Regions from separate parts of the Mus musculus genome. Here all the other regions are linked to region 1. Evidence: chromatin contacts called from public Hi-C and promoter capture Hi-C data. All regions are on one chromosome and are shown on one strand. The core of a region is the stretch at or near the end of the contact, and the rest is flanking DNA. Distances in the headings are between cores, read along the strand shown. Region 1 holds the start of Paxx (non-homologous end joining factor). Region 2 holds the start of Gfi1b (growth factor independent 1B). Region 3 holds the start of Tsc1 (TSC complex subunit 1).

The links. Promoter capture Hi-C pulls out the DNA fragments that hold promoters and counts their contacts. Hi-C and Micro-C count contacts between places; a contact is called where the count stands out from the background.
Region 2: a Hi-C map of B cells shows a contact between it and region 1, with 5 read pairs. The contact joins the promoter of Gfi1b here to the promoter of Paxx in region 1. A contact is called at or near these places in 1 of 39 promoter capture datasets (liver) and 1 of 484 Hi-C or Micro-C datasets (B cells).
Region 3: a promoter capture Hi-C map of liver shows a contact between it and region 1, with 4 times the contacts expected there. The contact joins the promoter of Tsc1 here to the promoter of Paxx in region 1. A contact is called at or near these places in 2 of 39 promoter capture datasets (liver and pre-B cells).

The regions. Positions count from the first base shown.
Region 1 is chr2:25,459,286-25,462,462 of GRCm38.p6, reverse strand. It overlaps Paxx (non-homologous end joining factor), which reads left to right and starts at 1,369. Exons shown (of 7, transcript NM_153557.1): 1 at 1,369-1,676; 2 at 1,748-1,808; 3 at 1,969-2,018; 4 at 2,106-2,296; 5 at 2,389-2,454; 6 at 2,604-2,688; 7 at 2,762-2,975. The coding sequence starts at 1,552. The coding sequence ends at 2,801.
Region 2 is chr2:28,620,440-28,623,529 of GRCm38.p6, reverse strand. Gfi1b (growth factor independent 1B) reads left to right here and starts at 1,548. Exons shown (of 7, transcript NM_008114.3): 1 at 1,548-1,681. Gm52548 (a long non-coding RNA gene) reads right to left here. Exons shown (of 2, transcript XR_003954006.1): 1 at 2,618-3,090; 2 at 1,327-2,277.
Region 3 is chr2:28,639,558-28,642,742 of GRCm38.p6, reverse strand. It overlaps Tsc1 (TSC complex subunit 1), which reads right to left and starts at 1,510. Exons shown (of 23, transcript NM_022887.4): 1 at 1,453-1,510.

The DNA of each region.
Region 1 (3,177 bases), core at 120-2,619:
CTCTGGCTCTGCCTCTGGCTCTGCCTCTGGCTCTGCCTCTGCCTCTGGCTCTGGCTCTGGGGCTCTGGCTCTGACTCTGGCTCTGGCTCTGGCTCTGGCTCTGGCTCTGGCTCTGGCTCTGGCTCTGGCTCTGGCTCTGGCTCTGGCTCTGGCACAGGCAGGCCTCCATACTTTAATATCAAAGGTTTTCCTGGGTTGCCTTGTGCTGTGGTGAGCAATGCAGTAGGGATGGGAGAAATGACAGACATCATTTCTGCCATATTCCAGTGGCTAGAATAGAAGCAAGACCTTAGATGCAGCTTCTAGGAGGGGGTCAGACAATGGTGGAGATGCAGGCAGACATCAAGGCTGAGCCAGAAACTCCTAAAACCAGGATGTACGGTACACAGTGAAAAGCAGGGAAAGTAAGACATGGGAGAGAGGGATGGAGACTTGAGCAGAGGTGAAATGTTCTACATGGATCCTCAAGAGGACACTTTCAAAAGAACTACAGGTAAGTACACCCGGCTGGAGACAGGCAAAAACCCATGCACGCAAAGGCTCTAGTCCGGAGCCTCAGCAGGGTTGAGCAAAACTAGAGGAAAGTGGGAATTGAGTATGTTTGGCTGATGGCACTTTTCAAATGTTAGCACAGTTCACCAAGTTACTAACCACTCTCACCATGGTTCTCATAGGTTCATGCTAGCCCTCTTCCACAGCCTTGGGAAGACTTCTGTTCCCATCAGGCCTCCTCCTGAGCACACCCTTTGCTGGGCTCCATTCTCTGCAGGTGGCATCAGCCCCTACTATGCAGGCCCTGTGTGGATTCTCATGAGCATTTGCTGCAGTGTGAGTGCTGTCCTGTCGGACTAGTCATCTCTCCCATTAGATCTCAGGTTCCAGAGACCTCCTGTTGGTGAAGGTGTCCTCAGGGCTGACAGGTATCACACAGAGGGTGGTGACTCAGACAATGGGAGGGTATTGCCCGGGAGAAAACTGCATCTCCAAACGTTTCCACATGTACTGTACTTACTCTTGTATTTTGGTTTGTTACAACTCAGCTTTAGAAAGAGATGTGTTTATATCTAAAGTGACAGGAAGGGACAAGTGACCAACAGTTTGGAGGCCCTGCAGTACAAGCCCTTGGGGGATAGATAGGAAAGAAGACCGGCATTGAAGAGCGGCAGATATGTTGCTAAGAAGGACCCAGAAAAGCGGAAGAGCACAAGGAGTGAGACCATAGTAGATCTCTGTTTGGATGCAAGGGCCAAAGAACAGAGCCCAGAATAGCACTGAGTAGCTAATGCGCTAAGCCCCGCCCTCCGAGTGCTTCCCGCCCCGCCCCACGTGCTAAACCCCGCCCTTTAGTCAGCCTCTTACTTAATGCCTGGTACCCGGAAACAATGTCAACCTTGAGTACCGCCCATCGCCTCGTCCTTCCGTCCCTCCAGAAACCAGAAGTTCCGCCGCCGAGCGAACACCTTAGATTGTGAGTCACCGAGTTTGTACTTCTGCGCAGGCGCCCTCAGCCCACATCTAACTTGGCTCCTGCGGCGAGACCGCCCTGCTGTCATGGCTCCTCCGTTGTTGTCGCTGCCGCTTTGTATTCTGCCGCCGGGTTCGGGCTCCCCCCGCCTGGTGTGCTACTGCGAGCGGGATAGTGGTGGAGACGGGGACCGCGACGACTTCAACCTCTAGTGAGTGGAGTCTAGGGATGTGGGGTGCGGGAGCATAGCGGGCACGGTGCCTGACAGCCCCTCCCACCCAGTGTGACGGACGCCGCCGAGCTCTGGAGCACCTGCTTCTCGCCTGACAGCCTGGCGAGGCTCGTGAGTAACAGTGCTGGGGATAGGAGACAGCTGGTAGCTTGCCACCCTCCCCCTCCCCGTGGCAGTGGTTCTAATAGCATTTCCAGGGTAGGGCAGTTTGGAATGTCCAGTGGGTCCAGGGTCCTGGGCGGGGTTAGTGACAATTCCTTGTTCCCAGCAGAAAGCCCGATTTGGCCTAAGTGGGGCTGAAGATATCCATTCCCGGTTCAGGTGAGTTCCAGTTAGGGAGGCCATGTGAATGAGAAGCTTGGGGTAGTGCTAACACATCCTGGCCATAACACACATCTCCCTCCTTAGGGCAGCCTGCCAACAGCAGGCAGTAACTGTAAGCCTGCAAGAAGACAGAGCATTGATAACCCTTTCAGGGGATACCCCTGCCCTGGCCTTTGACCTCTCCAAGGTGCCCAGCCCGGAGGCAGCCCCCAGGCTGCAGGCTTTGACTCTCAGCCTGGCAGAGCATGTATGCAACCTAGAGAGGCGGCTGGCAGGTACTGTATGTGTGGGCACCTGTACCTTCCCTCAGGGGCATGCTTTTGCAGACCCTCCTGGCATTGAGTGAGATGCCACGACTCTCTCTTAGCTGCAGAAGAGACCATCACTAGCCCCAAGAAGAACACCCAGCCAGCAGGCACTCAGTTCTTACCAGGTAAGGGGTGGGCCTGGCATGTGGGCTGGGGCTGCTCTTTCTCTGGAACTGCCTCTCCAGATGTCTCATGGGAGAATCTTTCCATGTGGACAGAGTTCTGGCCAGGGTTCTTTGGAGTTCAAGATTTCCCTGATCCTATTTTCTGGCAGAACTTGATCACCAGAGAGGCAGCTCTGGGCCTGGGGTCAGGAGACGGTGTCCAGGGGAGTCTCTCATTAACCCTGGCTTCAAAAGGTACTTGCCACCTGTCTCCCCTGCCCTGGTCCCTTCCTTTTCTTCTATGTATTTACATACTCTTGTCTTCTAGTAAGAAACCAGCTGCTGGTGTAGACTTTGATGAGACCTGAGGACAGCAAAGCCTGTTACTTGGCCAGGAGCCTGCCTGCAAGGAAAGGGGAGATCTAGGACCCCCTAATCAGAGACACCCCTTGCTTCACTTCCCCTGTGGTCCTGCTGTTGGGCAAAGGTGCCTCTCATCCCTTCTCCGTCAAATAAACTGCTCCCTCGGGGAGAGATGCTAGGCCAGACTTGAGTTGTGAAGATTGGCCTTGGGGAGGGGGCACGAGAAGACCCCTCTGGTGTACTGTGGAGCCCTGGGAGGCAAACAGATGCATCAGGCTCTCGGCATCCAGGAGGCTCTCCCGCCTAGGTCTTAAGGCAGGCAGCAGAGCTTTCTCAGACCTACTGTGTTGATTCTGCGTGGCCAGCACAGAAGCTGAGAGC
Region 2 (3,090 bases), core at 299-2,798, 3.2 Mb before region 1:
AGCAGGAAAGACAGTCAAGTGTAAGTGTATGTGACAAGAAATGAGGGCTGGTCCCTGTCAGGGAACAGTTTAAAAATGTCCCACGTATGGTCTATTAAGTTTTCTGCATAGTGACTCAGTTCTCACCGAGTGCTGGCTGGTAACGTGTACCACCCAAAGAATACTCAAGACGTTTTATAAAGAGAGAACAAGGCTGGGTGTGGTGGCGCACACCTTTAATCCCAGCACTTGGGAGGTAGAGGCAGGCGAATTTCTGAGTTCGAGGCCAGCCTGTTCTATAGAGGGAGTTCCAGGACAATCAAGGCTACACAGAGAAACCCTGTCTCGAAAGAGAGAGAGAGAGAGAGAGAGAGAGAGAGAGAACAAGGGCTGGGTGTAGCTGTCTCCTATCTGTGGCCACCAGTCTGGACCTGTGTCCCCTTGGGGAGTCTGTTGTGACCTCCGGCCGCTGCCACAGGGTTAGCCCCCTCAGCAGAAAGGCCTCAAACGAAACATCTCTTTTCTCTACACTTTGAACATTGGACTTGCAGTTTCAATCGGGGCTTCCTGTCCCGTGTTTGTTTTCTTTATGGGGGAAATGTAATCTCTCCAGTCCTGGCTGCAAGAGCATGCAAATCAGCTAACAGTGCTGTTTGGTGGAGTTCTCTCTGTATGCAAAACTTCCTGGAATAAATCAGTCATCCCCAAACGGGAGGAGGCCAAGGGGCAGAGCAGGGAAAAGAAAGTGGGGACCAGGGAATGGGGCTCTGCTCAAATGGGGTGAAATGCCCTGCGCTGGCCTGGGTACCCAGAGGGGCCCCCATTGACCTCTCTGTCTCTCATGCTGCCACTAGATGGCAGCACACGCCGGCCGTGGTACTTGGGTATTCAATCTGTACTTGAACTTTGCCAGGTACAGGTTCCAAGGCCCCCAAATTCACTACCTTGCTTTTTTTGTTGTTCTTCTACTCTGTCTATTTGTGGTTCTGCTGGTCTGTGGTTGTCTGGGGGAAACTCCATTTTTTTTTTTTTTTAAGAATGAGCTCAGTGGGAGACAGAATCCTGTTGGTTAAGAGTGATCTGTACTGGCCCAGGATCCAAGAGCTTTAAACACAGGGGCCCCTCTAATGCCTCAGCGAGAAAGTGTGTGATGGTGGAATCTAGGAGAGGAGAAGCAAGAGGAAGAAGGGAGAAAAAGAGGAGAGAGGAGGAGGAGAGGAAGGAGAGGGGGAAGAAAAGGAAGATGGATGGGGAAAGAAGAGAAAAGGGGAAGAGGGGGAAGGGAGGGAAAGAAGGAAGGGAAAGAAATAAAATCTAAAGCAAGGATGAGGGACTGTAAGTCAATGCTAGACTTTTACATTTTAATAAGTTAGCCACTCTCTTTCACCCAAATGCTACTGAAAGTTTCTGGAGAAATTTCCAGTGGGTTAGAAGCTTCTGTGAAGTTTTGATAAGCAAATGTGGCTGCACTTTCGCGCTCTGGTCATTGGCTGACGCTGCAGCCGCCAGATTTTGACACAAATAATCAGATTGAAAATCAGGGAGGGGAACAGAAGGGGGGCGGGAAACACAGAAACGAAAAGGAGAAGTGTCTGTCTGTGCAGAGACTCATAACGTTGACCGAGCCGAGAGCAGTCCCCAGGGACAGTGTGGAGGTTCGTGGCTCTCGGGCAGAACTCAGAAGAGGGACAGCTCCCTGACGGTGAGTGCTGCCAGACCCGTGCTGGCTGGGCTCCGCTGAAAAGTTCGTCCTGGGTGCCCAAGGCAGGGAGGGTGTCTGCTTCCCTTTAAGGTGAGAGGAAGAATACTGTGGTAGTCTCTCTTCTGGATGCAGTGCTCATCACCAGGGGAGAGAAGAAGGAAGGAACATGGACCAGTCCCGATACCCCAAGATAGCGCAAACACCGAGCTTTCCTCCTGCGAATTCTGTGAAACTTCATTGTAGGGGGCTAGGCTTCACCCAGATACACAAAGTCAATCCCCCCCTTCACACACACACACACACACACACACACACACACACACACACACACACACAGAGCACTTTTCTAGGGGCACCAGAGGAGCCCAAATTGGTGTCCCCCTGGGCTAGAGCTGCCCTGTGCCAGGATCTCAGAAGGGATTGGTAGCTCTGATGACCCTCTCAAAAGTTCCTGGAAGCACCGGGGAGGGGAGTCAGACACCCTTTCCTTGGGAATTTACTGAAGGGAAATGACAAGGTGAGGCAGACCACAGGATGATGGAGGGGAGGCACTGCCAAAGGCTCTTGGCTCCTTGAGCATCTGTAGCTCTTCTCACCTAGAGGAAAAGGTGAGTTTGAGTTGTGGTTTTCTTAGAAAACAGGGCTCATTGCAGAGATGCCCACGGATGGATGCTGTGGTCTGTGACTGGGTCCTGGGAAAGCCAGCATTTTTATGAGACTACTGTGGGGAAAGCCAAGTCACCCTAGCTGTGGAGTTGGACAGCCTGGGTACTGGCAGAGCTGTGCCTATCCACCTGTGCTCTTCCAAGTCTGCAAAGCCCTCCATCAGGAGAGGGGTAACATTTTGATTTGGGGGTCAACCTGTAGAAAGTCCCTCGGGGAGTTGGGTGGCTCTGGATGATTTAGGTCTGATGGAATCGCCCCAGTGGTGCTCACCATTCCCAGAACTTCAAAAAGGTGGGTGCAGGTCCCAGGTCTCCCTTCACCGGGGCACAGAGCCTGCTCGCAGGCAGAAATAGCAGGAGACTCCTCCGTCTGAAGGCGTTTGCATTGAATCCTTTCTGGTGTCAGTCCCAGCCGGCCGTGGGGAGTGTGGGGGCTGTTTGCCCAGTTTTGTTTCCATTGTGGTAAAACAAGTCCATAGAACTGACCTTTTTTTTTTTTTTTTTTTTTGCTTTTGAGTTACGTGGTGTTCTTCGGCATGGGCATGGGACGTACACTCTGGTCCCGACTCCTTCCTTCTCTCCTTTCTCACTACATAGTAAAAAAACAACAACAACAACAACAAAAAAAAAATCAACCAAACAACAAACAAATGAACAAACAAAAACTTAATTTCTGATCCTTCTGCCTCCACCCTCTGTCACTGTGTCCTGAGCTACATCCCCAGTCCTTTCTTCTTTTCTTTC
Region 3 (3,185 bases), core at 261-2,760, 3.2 Mb before region 1:
ATGACTCCAACTTGATCCTAAAGTTATAAATCAAAATATCTCAGAAGAGCATTAGTCTATTTTAGTACTTTTACAGCTTACAATACGTAAAGTGAAGTGCTAATTCCATATTCGTTTTCTTAAGTAAGGATTTCAGCCTTTTTTTTTTCAGTGAATACCACCGGTTTTATGGAAAAATACAAAATACTTTGTAACCAAATTTGGATTACCAAATACACCGTGCTGTAAGAAACAAAAGCTTAAGACATACAAACCAAATGCACCCTGTTCAAAATCTCTCACCACACACACACACACACACACACACACACACACACATATCCCTACCTTGGCCAAATGATTAACTACACTCACTTAATAATAGGCCACCTTTAATCAAATAACAGACAAATGGAACCAGTCGGACTTCAATTCCAGTGCTGTCTCAGAATAGGGGGGTGTGACCTTGGGCAAATTATTCCACTCTCTCCAGGCCTCAGTTTCTTCATTTAGAAAGGCTGCAGACTGCTTCTCCTTTGTCCAGAACCAAAGACAGGATGGCTACCAAGCACTTTCAATAGTGCTCGGTCACACAGGCACCCCCTATTCCCCCTCTCCAAAAAACAAAAAACAAAAAAAAAACAAAAAAAAAAACAAAAAAAAACGATAGTTGCGATTACTGGCCGACCACACTCCACGCCATCCCCACGTCTCTCTCATTCCAAATCCAACACGCGAGAAGCCAAACTCTTCTAACCCACAACACAAAGAAAGTGCTTGGGTTCTAAAAAAGGTGTCTGGGACCGCAGGCAGTGGGTCCTCCAGGTCCTCAAATGAATGAATGAGCGTTCAGCAGTGGCTGGGCAGGTAGCTGTCGCTAACGAGCACCTCTGCCGACTTGGAGGTAACTGTCTTCCAGCATCAATTAAACACCCACAAGTACACCCAGAGCCAAGCACTCGGCCGTGCACACTCTCCCCGAGACGGCGGGCGCCGGGCAGCCTCCAGTGCCCACAGGCGGCCTTCATTCATTCTCCACCCCCAGCCCCGGCGGCTGCAGTAGAGGCTCGAGCCGCGACCCCACCCCCGGGTCCCCGTGCCGGGCCCGGGGTCTCTGACCTGCGCGGCGCACCCCCGCGGGAGCCTGTCACCGCAGCAAGCGAGGGGGGCGGGTTAGCGGGGCCACCTCGGGCCCGGAGCTGCAGCCAGCCATGCCATCGGACGGAGCAGGCCCGCCTCAGCTCCCCGGGGCCCCAGCAGCCCAAGCCGAGCCCTGCCGGAGCCAGCGCGCGATGAGGGCGAGGAAGAAGCTCCCCGAACCCCCTTCCCCGGACCCCCGACTCGGCTAACGCGCTCCGCAGCGCCCCACAGCGTGAGGTCACGCTGCCAGAGCTGCCCCGAAAAGCCCACAAGGAAAAGAAGGGGAAACACCCCCCGTACTCACCCACCGTCTCCTCCCCCTCAGCTGTTTACCTCACAGTCCCTCCAGCCTACAGGGCGCCGCCATCTTGGACGCGCAGCACCTCCCCCTGGCGTGAAGCGTCTCGAGCGGCGGGGGCCTCCGCTATGAAAAAGAGTCCCTATTCGGGTCTCTACTACGCTCCGAGCCTAATGCCAGATGGCCAGAGTCTCAGCCTCTCCAGACAGGACAGGATATACCACTTATGACGATACAAGCTGGCCGAGATAAATAAAACCGAAAGAGATTTTAATGTGGAGGCGGGGACGGCGGAAGGATCGTGAAGGTGGGAGCCCACTGAGAGATCTTGTGACTCTGAAGGAGGCCGAAAGAAGTCCCGGCGCAGAGGGCGGAGCCACGAGACCGGCCGAGGGGTGGGGTGGGGAGGGGCGGCCACGTGATGGTGACAGGAGGCGCGCGCTCGGAACAAGCACAGTCAAAAACAAGCTGGCAGGGCTAGGCTCAGTGGAGAGCGCTGGCCCTTTCGAGCCAGGTCCCTCTGTCTTTGGCACACCTGCCACCTTTGGGGTCTCCCTGTAGGCGTTCCTATTTCCAAATGAGCCTCTGGGATCCCCTTGGATGGACAGCCTGTCAATTGCAGCAAAAAGGATGGGGCTTTCCCCCACCACCACTTTTTCCTTTGCAGAAGAGTCTGTGGAGTGACATGTAGAGGCCAGCCTTAGTCAGAGGATGCAGTTTATGTTGTAAAGTCAGAATACCTTGATTTACTTGCATGCCATGACAAGGTGTCAAGTCTTTTCAAACCTTGCCGGCTGTGGTGCAAAGCTTTTTAGAGGGATATCAGAATGTATATAGTTTTCATTTGCTGTTATTTTCCTTATTTGTATTATTTTTTTAATTAATTATGTATTTATTAAGGTTTTCCAAGACAAAGTTTCTCTTTATGCTTTGCCCATCCTGGAACTTGCTCTGTAGCCCAGGCTGGCCTGGAAGTCAAGAGAGTCTTCTGCCTCTGCCTAGCTTTAAAGGTGCTAGCTTTAAAGGTGTTCACCGCCGCAGCTGCCCCAGCAGCCGCCGCCACAACCACCACCACCACCTGGCATTGTGTATTTTTTGTTTTGGTTTGTTGTTGCTGTATTTTGTTGTTTTTTGGTTTGGGTTGGAGTTTGGGGTTTTATTATACTTAAACTTATATAATAAGACCCAGTGAAAGATGATAAGCGGAAGCTAGAGAAATGGCCTTGCCGTTAAGAGCATTTGTTGCTCTTACAGAGGACCAGGGTTAGGTTCCCAGAACCCAAATGGCAGCAGCTCCCAACTACCTATAACTCCAGTTCGAGGAGATGGCGCCCTCGCCTGGCCTTCTTGGGAACTAGGACTTCTCTCCTAAGCATACATCCAGGAGGCTCTCCTTGTCCTTAAGATAATTGAGTTTGTGTACACTCACCCCCAAATTGTAGTCTTTCAAGTCGTGTGCATTGCACGTTGGATAAGCCAGGGAAATTATTAACAAATAAGTATTTTGTGTGTATTTAGTGGTTGCTTTGTATTGAGAGAAAAGCTTTGAGGTGTGATTAAATCGTAAACTCTGATTCTATTTGGGAAAAACAGGAAAAAAGGTGCACTTAATCTCTAGCTAAAACAGCGTAATTTTTCAACTTTTACCCTAAAATTATAATTTCAAGATGTTTAGACATACTGTATCTTGTGTTTGTGTACCCTCTCCCCAATATTATGGTTTATTCTTTAATGCCTTTTAATTTGGATATAATAGCTTGTACTTTAG